Regions from separate parts of the Mus musculus genome. Here regions 1 and 3 are each linked to region 2. Evidence: chromatin contacts called from public HiChIP or PLAC-seq and promoter capture Hi-C data. All regions are on one chromosome and are shown on one strand. The core of a region is the stretch at or near the end of the contact, and the rest is flanking DNA. Distances in the headings are between cores, read along the strand shown.

The links. Promoter capture Hi-C pulls out the DNA fragments that hold promoters and counts their contacts. HiChIP or PLAC-seq counts read pairs in DNA pulled down with a chosen protein or histone mark.
Region 1: a contact with region 2 is called in a promoter capture Hi-C map of liver, with 3 times the contacts expected there. The contact joins the promoter of Calcb here to the promoter of Btbd10 in region 2. A contact is called at or near these places in 2 of 39 promoter capture datasets (liver and pre-B cells).
Region 3: a contact with region 2 is called in an H3K27ac HiChIP or PLAC-seq map of microglia, with 10 times the contacts expected there. The contact joins the promoter of Pde3b here to the promoter of Btbd10 in region 2. A contact is called at or near these places in 3 of 39 promoter capture datasets (cranial neural crest, embryonic stem cells and pre-B cells) and 1 of 115 datasets of contacts at active chromatin or transcription factors (microglia).

Annotation. Positions count from the first base shown.
Region 1 is chr7:114,716,733-114,721,186 of GRCm38.p6, forward strand. It overlaps Calcb (calcitonin-related polypeptide, beta), which reads left to right and starts at 1,911. Exons shown (of 5, transcript NM_054084.2): 1 at 1,911-1,990; 2 at 3,003-3,098; 3 at 3,342-3,482. The coding sequence starts at 3,010.
Region 2 is chr7:113,368,085-113,372,217 of GRCm38.p6, forward strand. It overlaps Btbd10 (BTB (POZ) domain containing 10), which reads right to left and starts at 1,255. Exons shown (of 11, transcript NM_133700.2): 1 at 1,115-1,255; 2 at 788-874.
Region 3 is chr7:114,412,390-114,416,645 of GRCm38.p6, forward strand. Pde3b (phosphodiesterase 3B, cGMP-inhibited) reads left to right here and starts at 2,865. Exons shown (of 16, transcript NM_011055.2): 1 at 2,865-4,073. The coding sequence starts at 3,162. 4933406I18Rik (RIKEN cDNA 4933406I18 gene) reads right to left here and starts at 2,772. Exons shown (of 4, transcript NR_029437.1): 1 at 2,474-2,772.

The DNA.
Region 1 (4,454 bases), core at 661-3,160, 1.3 Mb after region 2:
AGCTTTGCCAGACCCCAATGACAGTGACAGAAGTATGGGGATTCGGGTACTTTTCACCTCACAGATTCACCTTTACATTCTACAGGCACTTTTCAAGTCCCAAATCCAGAAGAGGGACACAGATGTCACCCTATTATTTGTAGGACTTTTGGAGAGAAGACCCTCAAACCAAAAAAGGTCATTCCCATGATTTTCCTTCCATCCAAAAGTGAACTCACAATCTAGATGGAGAAGGACCTTGTTTTCATGAAGAAATTCCTCTAGAGAGCATTGGTTGGGTGCCCTACCAATTACCAAAAAAAAAATCATTACAAAGCCATCCTATGCCTCTGCTGGGGGCAACTTTGATCTACATCTAGGTTCCTGGGGAAACTGCCTCCCATCCTCCTCACCACATTGAGGACTGGAGGCCAGCGGGAGTTTCCCAGTTGGGGTTTTTTTTTTAATTGAGGGAGGGTGGTATCATCTGCCCTTGCTCCAACAACTAGGACCTGAATCAGAAAAGTGACTCAGAGGACCTGAGTAAACACACTGAGTTCCTTTCTGATTCTCAGAAACTGAGGGCCAGGTGTGGATCTCCCAAGCCACAGGTATAGCCTTTTCCACACATTACTGGAACCCCCAGCAAGCTGGGCACTTGGAGAGTCCTTGTGCTGCAACCAAGCAGCGGAGAGGGAAAGCCTGAAGCCTTGGGAATGATGTCAGTTCACTTTCTAGTAGCTGAGCACCGCGTATCTTCTCCTCACACCTGGAAGAATGGGCGACGTGGAAAACAGGAGATACTCAGTTCTTTTTCTTGGGTGGGCACTTGTGATGCCCATGGTTAGGCCAGAGTGGTGATGTGCCTATCCCAGTGCACATAATTCATGCCTGATTCTGAAAGCAGAAATGTGAGATTATTTTTGGCCAAAGCTCAACTGATTTGGGTTAGTGCGTGCACACAGTCTTCTGCTGAAGGCAAGTGAACCGAGTATTCCTCAGTGACACGGTGTGTTAATGCCAAAGGTCACCTGCCAGCTGTCGGATGCCTGAACCTATGGATGCTTAACCAGCAGCTGAGTGAGTGTGAAAGTTCCCTGCTGACCCCTGGGTTGCTCAGGTGGCCTGTGCAGGACCCTGGCTCAGCTCTCAAGCTCTGCAGAGTGGGGTGGTGGAGATGCAGGGGAGGGGAAGGGAACTGCCATCTGAGCGCCAGCCTCCTGCTAGGCAAACCCGCCAGGGATGCTTGGAAGTGCTTTAATCTACACTGCTACAGCAGTGTGAGGTCTGGGGATTTGAATGGGGGCGGGGGAGGGATGTAAAAACCATAGCGCAGGATTTGGAAGGTCTGGTACAGGAGGAGAAAGCCCAGTTCCCTGTGCAGTCTGTTAGCCTGCTGCTCCACAATACTCTCTAGTTTCTATCCTTATTAGGTGATGGGAAGCACGCACTGCTAGAGTGCCCATTTGGGACAGGTATGACAGAAGTACCCTAATGTATCCAAGGACCCGCTTCTTCCTGTGACAGTCATCATCGTGGATGTATCTACTGAAGTCCTTTTAGAACCTGGGAGTGCTACTCAGCCTGCGTGGGAGTCCAGCTACGAGGTTCAGGTCCCCATTGGAGTGGGCAGCAAAAGGTTGTAGGCTGGAGTTCAGGTATTAAAGAGGTCGTGATGTCAAACTCAGGTTTGCTCACATTCTGGACGAATTCACCCTCTCTGTATCCTTACCCCACCCCCACTCCCACTCCTACCCGGTTCCTCAGCAATGACCTCAAAGACAGGGAGTGGACTGCTGCCTCCCTCCTGCAGAAGTGTAAGTAGCTCCAGCTATGACGTTATGGAAGCTCGGTCAGAGCTCTGATTGGTGGAAGAGCTACTGCGGACCCCCCACACCCTCAAGATCGAGAATAAGAGACCACGGCTCTGGGGACAAGACGCCTACAGCCGTGTGTGTGTGCTCTTCTGCAGTGGACACTTCACTCTCGCTGTTCCAACACGGGCTAGCAGGTGAGAAACTTAACTTCTCAACGCCTACAGCTCTCTCTCCTTTAGTTTGTTTCCTTTTGGTTGCTCTTTTTAATGCAGTATTTCACACTGTAGTCTAAGTTGGCCTGGCACCCACTATATAGCTCAAGTTGGTTCGTCTCAAACGCTAAGGTTCTCCTTTCTCAGCATCCTAAGGATGCGGATTACAGGCGCAAGCCACCACACCCCACTCTACTTGGATCCCTTTGCTGTCCTGGTTCCTTATCATTCCACATACATTTCCGCCTTCCTGCAGCCATTGTCAGAAAGTACAGTCTTGACATTTTCTTTTAACTAAAGTAAGTGGGACCCCTACGACTACTCAGCAGCACTGGAAGCTGGGCGACCCTATCTAGGCGCGTCTGTGCCCCCTCCTTGAGGGAAGGTGGTCTTGCCGCATCCTAACCAGTTTTAGGTTAAAGAGTTCCTTGGATTCGGGATTGGGGAGCACTGATCTTTTCTCTCAGATGTTTCCAGCCTTTAGCCTCCTGGGGTTATCAGCAAGCAGGTGGGTCTCGCTTCGCTGTGGGGAGGAGGAGTCCTCATCTGCGGTTCTGAGGTAGTTTAAAAAAAAAAATCTCCCAACTCTGCAGATGGAGAGAGGGGGATTAGTTCCAAGTTAACTTTCTTCCCCAGGGCAACCTCTCAGAAAGGGTGATTATAATAATTTCAACCTGTTAGAAATCCTTAGCAGCGGGACAGCAAGGCGCAGGGATCTCTGGGTGGTTTTTGGTTTCTTCACAGATGAGAGCCAAAGGGGCGCGGCACGTGTGTTCTCCTGCAAGCTGGGGGCAAATGAGTGCCGGTAGCTCCTCCTTGTTCTTAAACCGAGCAGAAACTGCAAACCACATCTACTCTCCCCCACTCGTTTCTGCTCTATCAAGCCACTCACCACACTGCATCTACTGCACGTTTTGAGAGCTGCAGTGTGGTAGGAGAAATAGAACCTGGGTCTATAGTCCTGAGCAATTGGACCATTCTTCTCTTCTTACAGAGACATCATGGACTTTTGGAAGTTCTTTCCTTTTCTGGCTCTCAGCAGCATATGGGTCCTGTGCCTGGCCAGCAGCCTCCAGGCTGCCCCTTTCAGGTAAATTAACCTGAATCAGAAGTGCAGTCTGGCTCTCCTCCGGCTGCCCCTGGGGTGTGTCAACTCTGCGGCTCTGTAGCCCTACTTGGTTATTGGTAATTCAGCGCCCTCATGTGGGAACTGGCCTAATGACCAGACCGCTACGCCCCTAGGGAAGAAGCAAGGGCTAGGAAGCTTGGTTTCTTATTTGGGGAGGAGATAGGCAGGGAATCAGAACCTGCACTGGCTTTGCTACCTCCACAGGTCCGCTTTGGAGAGCAGCCTAGACCTGGGCACCCTCGGCGACCAGGAAAAACATCTCTTGCTTGCTGCACTGATGCAGGACTATGAGCAGATGAAGGCCAGGAAGCTGGAACAGGAGGAGCAAGAGACTAAGGGCTCCCGGTAAGTCTCCTCCCCATCTGACCCCCACATGTAGGAGGACTTATTCCAGAGAGGTCGAGAGACAGTGGCCAGCAGTCCAAGGAACTAAACGTGAGTCCTAGCCTCCCACAGAGCTTCCAGTACCACCAGAGGGGCTCATAGTTGTTAGACACATTACAATGTTGTTTCTCCTGAAAACTCTTGGGAAAAGAAATGAGGAGATGTAGAAGGGATTTGGATTGCACTGATGGGGAAACATCAACATCGCTGAACCTGCTGAGGTAGGACTGGTAAGTGTGGTGCCAGAGGATGGACTAGAATTTCAGGAAGCTTTAACAGCTTCCAACATTTGCTGCTCTTTCAACTGTCAAGGAGCCTTCATTCCACACTTACAAGGAAAAGTTGTTGGGGTAGAAGGGGTCTGGGACAGGTAGCACAGAGTCTGAGGTAGGTCGGGGCATTCATAGATGTGTACACATTGTTACAGGGTCCCATGTTACATTGTTACAGGGCCCATGTGCTCCTAGCCCTGAAAGAGACCAACTCTGGCCTGGTTCCAAAGAAAAGCAATATGTTGACCTACACCCTGATCCACCGTCCCCCCCCCCCCACCCCAATCCCTGGCAGCATGAAAGACAAACAACACATGGAATGCCAGAAAGAGTCACCAATTTTCTTTGCCCTTCTCCACACTGTCCTGGCTTACTGCAACTCTGAGCCTTCCCAATGGAATTTGTGAGAACTCTACCTCTACCATCTCCTGCCCCAACTTCTAGTCCCCCTGCCTAGTTTAACCTGCTGACTGCCGTAAGATTAGCCCCTGGTGTTTAGTGCTGCTTGACATGTCTTCCCTGCCTGCAGTCTGGACAGTCCCAGATCTAAGTGGCATGGGATCTAAATAGGGTTCTGGGCATGTAGGTGCAGGATCTGAGCAACAGGATCTGAACAACGTTCCTGCCATCTCTGGTATGGACTCCAGGCCTGAAACACCAT
Region 2 (4,133 bases), core at 5-2,504:
CCTCCCATTTAGTAATTTTCCAAGTACTTTCTACTGCTTTCTGCTTAATATTCAGCATCAGTCCTTGGTTCAATGCCCACGGTTGAGTTCTAGATGGACTCTCCAGCGCAGAAACTTGTTCAGTCTTTACATTCACATGTCTTATTTTATCTTTCCATCCAATTTCTACAGTCTATTTCATTCAAAATTCATCCCTAAACCCCTCTCTAAAAAGTTTGGATCAAATTGGGCTGGTGGGGCAAGAGAAGAGTGGGAGGCAGGCAAGAACAGAAAGAAACCCAACTGCCAATCAATACACTGTACTGCTTCATTCAGATTGTTAGCTGAAATAAAAAGCGTGCAGACTCTTACATGGCTATAAAATAATTTCCTATACTAAATGCACAAAGTGGAAAACTTTTTTATAGCCTGGTCGTGGACTCCAAATACCAATAAGAGGCTAAGACTCAAAATTTTAAAGAGATAAAAAAAAAAAAAAAAAAAAAAAGACATGGGAACCCGGGAAAGACCGAGGTTAGGCACAGCACACTAACCCACATTGACAAACTAAGTGAAATCTCAGGTCCCCTCCAGCCCATACCCCAAAATCAGGGGTGTCAGAGGGCTTGTGACTCACAGAGAATAAATCTGAACCTTTTCTGGGCAAGTTAGAGTGGGAAACCAAGCTTTACCCTCGTTGAAACGGTTACAGAATAAAAGCACACAGCAGCACATCACAGGTGTCTCATCCTCCATCCAAAGGGCAACTCCCCCACCACCTTATCCCCAAACTGGGAGCCTTACTCACCGCCCTATTGTGATGCGCCTTCTTCGGTTTGTCGCCGCGGTGACCCAAAGATGACAGGAAAGGGGCGGGGCACTGGGTTACTCTGCCCTGGAAAGGAGGTGTGAGAAAATAGCTTTTTTTCCCCTGGGAAAAGGCCTCCAGACTCCTAACCCAAAAAGCAGCTCCCTTCCCCGCCTCTCCGGACCCGGTGCTCAAGCGGGCAGCCCCGAGCACCGCGCCCCACGCTCCTGGAGCCGCCGCCAGCCTCCCGGAGCCCGGTTCACAGCAGCTAGCCTCGCCCTCGGCTTCCACTACAAACCCAGCCGCCCGCACCCGGCCCGCTCCAACCTGCTGGCCCCTGAGACGTCCACCGAGGGTCTTGGGGAAGAGCTCCAAGAGAGAGCGACGCTCCGCTCCCTCCGCCCACTGAACCGGACCCCTCCGGTGCTAGGTGTGAGGCGGCCGCTCCACCGGCTGCGCCTACCAGAGCCGCCCCGGCAGGTTGCAGGCCGGCTCCTTAGCTGCTTCTCGCGAGACTTCGCATTAGGAAGAGGTGAGGCGAAGCGAGTTCTCGCGCGAAGGACGGAGCTCCTCCCACAGTAGGCGTGTCACCGGGGCACTGAGAGCCTGAGTAGTGTCTCCGCGGTCTCGGTTGGCAGTGCTGTCCCGTAGCTTCCCCGCGAGCGCTTCTCTGCGCGGTGAGCCAAGAGCAGTCTCAGGCCACCTCCACACCTCTGAGCACACCCTCACTCCACGCTTCCTGTCACCGTTAGGCAAAAGCCGGACGGCGTCTCCGGGCCAGTAAAAGCAGTGCCTGGGAGTCTTCTTCTAGGAGAGCGTTTCTGTCAGCAGGGCGAACGCCCGGGTCGCCTTCCTCCGCGGGGTCCGCGAGCTGGTACGGGCAGCACGAGGCGTTGGCAGGCGGTGGTCCGGAGGTCGCCGCTTCCCCGCGGCCGCCGCTTGGTTTGCAACGCTCTGCTTGGTTTGAAACCCTCTGTTGTTGGCGGGAACCGGTGCACCAGCTGACACGCCTGCGGTGGCGCCACCTCTGGGACGCGGAGAATCAGCTGAATGGGTTGAGTTTCTGGCGGGCAAAAGCTCGCCAAAGTAGCACTCCGGTGTCACCGAACCCACCGTGTGCCTGATGGGAGGCTCTAAAAGAGATGGAAAAGTGAGGAAGTCACCTCCCCGGCGCTCAAAACTCTCCCCTCCCGGGACTCAGACCCACAGAGGAACGGATAATCCTCTTTATGCTTGCTACAGAACATACTCCCCTTAGTGAGTGAGCTGTAGGAGCTGATCTGAGACAATCCTGTTGAGAACCCCTCAGTGCAGTTGCTCGCTCCTCTGGTCTTGGGATTGCGAAGGGTGGCAGAAGCTGAAAGATTGAGTTCCAGGTGTTTCTGGGCTAACGTGAGATCTCATCTCAAAAAGCAGCCCTCCACTAGGGAGTGGCATTTGAGTCCAATTTTAAAGATCAGTAGAAGTTCCCCCATTTTGAGAAGAGAGGGAAGGGCATAAACAAAACCCAATACATGTTTCAGTATTTTGGTAAGAAAACTGTTTTGTGAAAAGAACTTTGTTTAAAATCTAGTTACTGTAAGAAAAAATTCCTTGGGTCCCATATGTGATACCACGTGTTTTTCAAACCAACATTTATGCTAAGTAAATTATCATTTGAAGTGGAAAACTGGTAGCAGGCATACTTTCCTCCTGAAAATGCTTAAATATCAGAGACCAAAGGAAGACAAAGATTATTGTTACATAGTGTACACGTTTTTTTATAGCCAACATTCTACATTCTTGGAAATTGCTGAAAATCTTAAAAACATTGTAAAAAGAGCAAGCTAATGAGGCTTGAATATGAATAATGTTCAAAGAAACCTCAAGGAAACCCTCAACAATAGCAAAGTCCTCCCCAATCTTGATACAGTTTTCTGTAATTTATCTCAAATAAAGTAACTGTAGCACAAGTTGGGGGTAAAGATCAAACTGGATTCTTCATTCCCTTATGTCTAAATTGAAGCTGTCATTTTTCTAATGAAAGGTTTTGACCAGGCCATGGTGCATGCCCTTAATCCCAGCACTCAAGAGGCAGAGGCAGGCAGTTATGTGAGTATGCAGTTGCATATGTGTGCATGCTGTGGAGGCCAGAAATTGATGTTGGCATTTCCCAGTAATCCTCCACTGTATTTTGGGAGACAGTGTCCCTCACTGAATTTGGAGCTCTTAAATTCTGCTAGGCTGGCTAGCCAGCCAGCTCCAGGGATCCTCTTGTGTCTGTTTCACCAGCACTGGTTAGGAACTCAGTTCCTAGTGCTTGTGTGGCAAGCACTTCATCAGTTGTGCAAATCTCACAACCTAAATAACCTAAGTTAATTGATTTTTTTTTTGTTGTTGTTGGTTGGTTGGTTTGATTTTTGAGGCAATCTCAAATACTTCTAGCCTAGGCTGGCCTAAAATGCACTATATAGCTTAGCTCAGGTTAGCTTCCAACTTGAAGTAGTTATTCTGCCTCAGCCCTCTTGAGTACTGGGATTATATCTATGACCAATTGAAATCTATCCCAAATCAAGGTTCTTTTATTACACTGCAATCCTAATTGCTAATATTAAATCTCTAAGTCACACTTGTCACACAGCAAAAATGAGCTACACAACAGAAAAGAAAAAAAACAAAAAACGTCCAGTGTTGTGTTTTATAAAAAAGAAAGAAGAAAGAAAGAAAGCCAGCCAGCCAGCCAGGAATATTCTTGGCCAGGGATCTATATGGTGAGGTAGAAGGGGGGTGCCTCTGTGGGCCCATGCTGAGTCATCCCTTCTCCCTGAGGTACCAGCTATAGTATAATATATATGGATATAGTATGGAATAGAGTTTATTTAGGGCATGGAGAGGGGAGTTGAGGGAGTAGAGGAAGAGAATGGAAGAGAAAGAGGAGAGGGAAAGAGGCCATCCAGGAACATGTGGAGAGAGCGAGGGAGGGACATGGGGAGAGAGGAAGAAGGGGCAGAGAAGAAGAAGATAAGAGAATGAGGAGGGGGCAAACAGCCTTTTTAATAGTGAGTTGGGCATACCAGGCTGTTGCCAGATAGCTGGGGTGGAGCCTAGAAGGAATGCTAGCACACAGAACTCTAAGGACCTTTACTGAAGGCAACCAGGCTTAAGGCTCATCCAAATGCAAAAGAGAATCATAATAGATAAAATAGTAATACAAAGAACCCAATCCCAGAGCTGTTCTGTGACAAAGCTGCCAAACCACCATTGGTTCAAGGCCTCAAAGCTGACTTAGGGCACAATGGATCCAGATGAATGGAAGTCCAACAGAGAAATAAACAATTCTGGAGACAGTCTACATTTGTTAATACTT
Region 3 (4,256 bases), core at 1,615-4,114, 1.0 Mb after region 2:
CCAGAGAGTTCAGATGCAGAAGGTATTTTAACAGTTGGATAGACCCTAGTGCTGGGATATTTTAAATGGTGCTATAAGGGAAACAATGGCTTGTAGTGAGATAACATCTGTCAATGATAAAAGTGTTCTTAGGCACTTAATTAGTTTTTAGGGTAAGTTTTAGGCCCTGAGAATGAAAAGAGCAGGACGGGTTCCTCCAGACTTAATGGAAATATTAGTGGCTTATTCGTATAGGTTCTCCCTTAAGGGATACAGAACAGAATTCTTACCCTTTGATTAAACTACAAGTGGCAACTCTGGGTATTTGGAACTTGACAAAGACCCCGTTATTAAAAAAATATAATATGGTAGGGGGATGCATTGCTTCAGAATGAGCAGTAAGCACCAGGATTCCATGCCATTGATTAAACTTAAAAGGGAAGATAGAGACAAGAATCAAGGCCAACTTGGGTAAAATAAGGCTGGGATAGAGTGCTAAGAGAAGTTAAGTGTATATATTAGGTCTCTGTCACAACATATAACAGTCATATGTTCTTGAACTTGAAGATGAGAACTAAGGAAATCTATTAGTTGTTTAAGTTTGGTAGAAGAATAATTAATTTGCCCTCTAAGAAATGCAGCCTAGTAATCTTTGACAGAGACTATAAATAGAGAAGGGAGTTATTATAAACATAGCTAGCTCATTCTTTTTGTTAAGTAAACTTCTGATTGTCTTGTCACAATCCTTACATTTTATTTCAGAATCCTCAGGCCCTGGGTTGGTGTACAGAGGGATGTGTTCTGTCTATGGGCTTTTGAGAAAGTCAGACTTTTAGACCTACAAAAATCTTGACAACAGCTAAAAGATGTTTAAAGAACTGCTAAGCAAAGCAGATTTATAAAAGTGGCTTTGAATTCTATTTTCCAGGCAATAATCCTTTGTACAGTCCTCTTCATTTATGAACAATGAAATTTTGGTTACTTTGTGGGGGTGCACAAATAATTCAAAAGTTGCTTGTATCAATTTGAAAAATGAATCCTAAAGATACCTCTATGGTTTTGGCATACAGACACTGTAGCTTTTTAAAACCACTAATAGTCTAGCCCACTAATCTTTTCATTAACATGTCTATTTTATCTCAGATGACAAGCTCAGATTTAAAAATAACAATACAATAACTTTAACTTGTTTTATAAGTTTTTATTTTAAAACAATGACCTAAAATGGTATTTTAGTAATGGTGATGCTTGTTTTGTCATGCCCTTCTATATGAACTCAAAATATGTAGGTCAAGTTTCCTATTTAGTCTTCAATTGATTCTGTGTGTGTGTTTGGGGGGTGTGTGGTCTGTGATGATTTTATGTACAGGATTTAAAAGATACTTGTTGAGTTTAGCTAAAATGAGTTTCCTCTTTTCATGTCTAGTGGAAAAAAAGATTCAGTGAATTTTTATCATTTAGGACATTTGGGTAACCATTTGAACACTCCATTAAATATTTTTTCTTTATCTAACACATAAAAAAGCCAAGGAAATTCTGGTCTTTTCCCACATTTGTCAAATTCTTGTGTTAATTCTTCAGTGATTTCTATTATGTGTGTGAATTATGACTATATATGAAAATGGTCTGCTTTAGGTCATGGCTATGGGCTTAGATTAATTGGTGAAAAATAGGTCTGTTTGTGGGATTTACCACACAGTAAGGTTTCTCATCTCCCTGGAAAAATGTGGAATTAGCTTTTTAAGAAAAGCAGGCCTGTCATGAGGTTGAAGGGAGTTTCAGTGGAGGGAAACAGTTTACACTTTCTAAGGCAGTTATGACTGGTTGGATTCCAGGGCAATCCCTTTCATTCAGCAAAGTTCTTTTCTCCAACCTTTACGTCTGTCTTTGCTAATATCACTTCTACTTTTGTCTTTCCTAGTGTACCAGTTTCACAGGTCTTTCACAGAAAACATAATTGGCTTCTTTCAAGGCCAACCCCATTCAAGTTGATAGTGGTATTAGGACTGTGGGACTCCCTTCCCTCCTTTCCCCAAAGAACACACCCCACAAAACACACCGTTGCACAGAACAAGTCTCTCACTTGGAAAGAACCTTTGGGACAGCAGGTCTATGTGAAACAGTGCATGTCTGGCAAGGATGCTAATCACAGGACTGGATATTAGTTCTTAGCCTCACTGAAAAGGGTTCTTCAGCAAGACGTGCTCGCTATCAGAGTGCACTCTCCAGGGGTCCTCCTCCCTTGAGCCCCTGAAGGGATTCAAGGCCTGCTGCTGGGCCCCAAATCTCCCTTGCCCTGGAAGCCAGATGTGACTGACAGTGTTGAGTTTCTTCATTCTGGTCTGGCCTCAGTGTTGGCTGAGCCTCCAGCTTCATGTCTCCATTCACAGTCTGAGGGCACACCATGAGCTCTCACCTCACTAGGCACTGCCCTTGGGGTCCATGTCTCCCCAAGACCTCGCAGTGACCTGAGTGGGTCTTGTATGTGACTTACCTCAAAGGGGACTGTGCTTCGGGGCGTCTCAGGACTGTGATCAGTCCCTCCCATCTGCCAAAGAGCTCGCCGCTCTGTGGCAGTCCGGGGGGTAGGGGTTCCGACTTCAGCAGTGGAGCTCTCGGTGGCCCGCGCGCGCTCCCCGAGGGGTCCAAGTCTGGCAGCCTGACGCGACGGCTGTCTCACTGGAGCGACCAGCCGGGCCGTGGGCGCGCGCTCCCCCGCGGGGTCCCGGATGCGCATCCTGACGCGGGCCGCGGCCGCCCCAGTGGCGACCGGCCGAGCTACGGGAGCGCGCGGGGCCGCCGGCGGGGCGCGCGCCCGGCAGGGGCAGCCGCGGGGGAGGAGCGCCCGATCGCGCGCCCAACGGACCAGGCTGCGGCCGTGAGGTAACTGTTGCAGCGCGCGGGAGCTGGGAGGCGACGCCGCCGTCTCCCGTCCCGAGCCGCGCTTGAGGGAAAAGGGAAGAGGCGTCCGCGGCGGTCCCGGGACACCAAGAAGCCCTTCTCGCCGCTCTCAGTGGCCGGCATGAGGCGGACGCCGCCGCCCCTCAGCCCGCGCGCCGGGGATCCCGGCCGGTGGCGGCGGCGGGCGCAGCCGTGACCGCTCTGCGAAGCTCGGGGCGCCCAGAACGCGGAGGGCGGCGCGGGGTCGGCAAGCGCCAGCGGCCCCCCGGCGGCCCGGGGCCATGAGGAAAGACGAGCGCGAGCGGGACGCGCCAGCCATGAGGTCCCCGCCGCCGCCGCCAGCCTCGGCCGCCTCGCCCCCCGAGAGCCTGCGCAACGGCTACGTGAAGAGCTGCGTGAGCCCGCTGCGGCAGGACCCTCCGCGCAGCTTCTTCTTCCACCTCTGCCGCTTCTGCAACGTGGAGCCGCCGGCGGCCTCGCTCCGCGCCGGGGCACGCCTCTCGCTCGGCGTCCTGGCCGCCTTTGTCCTGGCCGCGCTGCTGGGCGCGAGGCCCGAGCGCTGGGCGGCCGCGGCAGCCGGGCTCCGGACGCTGCTGAGCGCCTGCTCGCTCAGCCTCAGCCCGCTCTTCAGCATCGCCTGTGCCTTCTTCTTCCTCACCTGTTTCCTGACGCGCGCGCAGCGCGGCCCGGGCCGCGGCGCCGGCTCCTGGTGGCTGCTGGCGCTGCCCGCCTGCTGCTACCTGGGCGACTTCGCGGCGTGGCAGTGGTGGTCGTGGCTGCGTGGGGAGCCGGCGGCGGCGGGCCGGCTCTGCCTGGTGCTGAGCTGCGTGGGGCTGCTGACGCTCGCGCCCCGCGTGAGGCTGCGGCACGGCGTCCTGGTGCTGCTCTTCGCCGGCCTGGTGTGGTGGGTGTCCTTCTCCGGCCTCGGGGCTCTGCCGCCCGCGCTCAGGCCTCTGCTGTCGTGCCTGGTCGGGGGCGCGGGATGCCTGCTAGCCCTGGGCTTGGACCACTTCTTTCACGTCCGGGGAGCCTCCCCTCCGCCGCGCTCGGCGAGTACCGCGGAGGAAAAAGTGCCTGTGATCAGACCCCGGAGGAGGTCCAGCTGCGTGTCGCTGGGAGAAAGCGCAGCCGGTTACTATGGCAGTGGCAAGATGTTCAGGAGACCGTCGTTGCCTTGTATTTCCCGAGAACAGGTAGGGTTCTTGGGCGGGCATGGTCTGGGAAGAGGAGCGCGGGGTGGAGGAGAAAGCGGAGCGCGGGTGGACCGCTTGCGTGTCCCCGGCGCAGGAGCGCAGCTGCGAAAGCGCGTGGGCTCGCTCAGAGGAAAGCAAGGGGCAGCAACCTGTGGTCTGCGCTGGAAAGGCTGCCCCAGTATG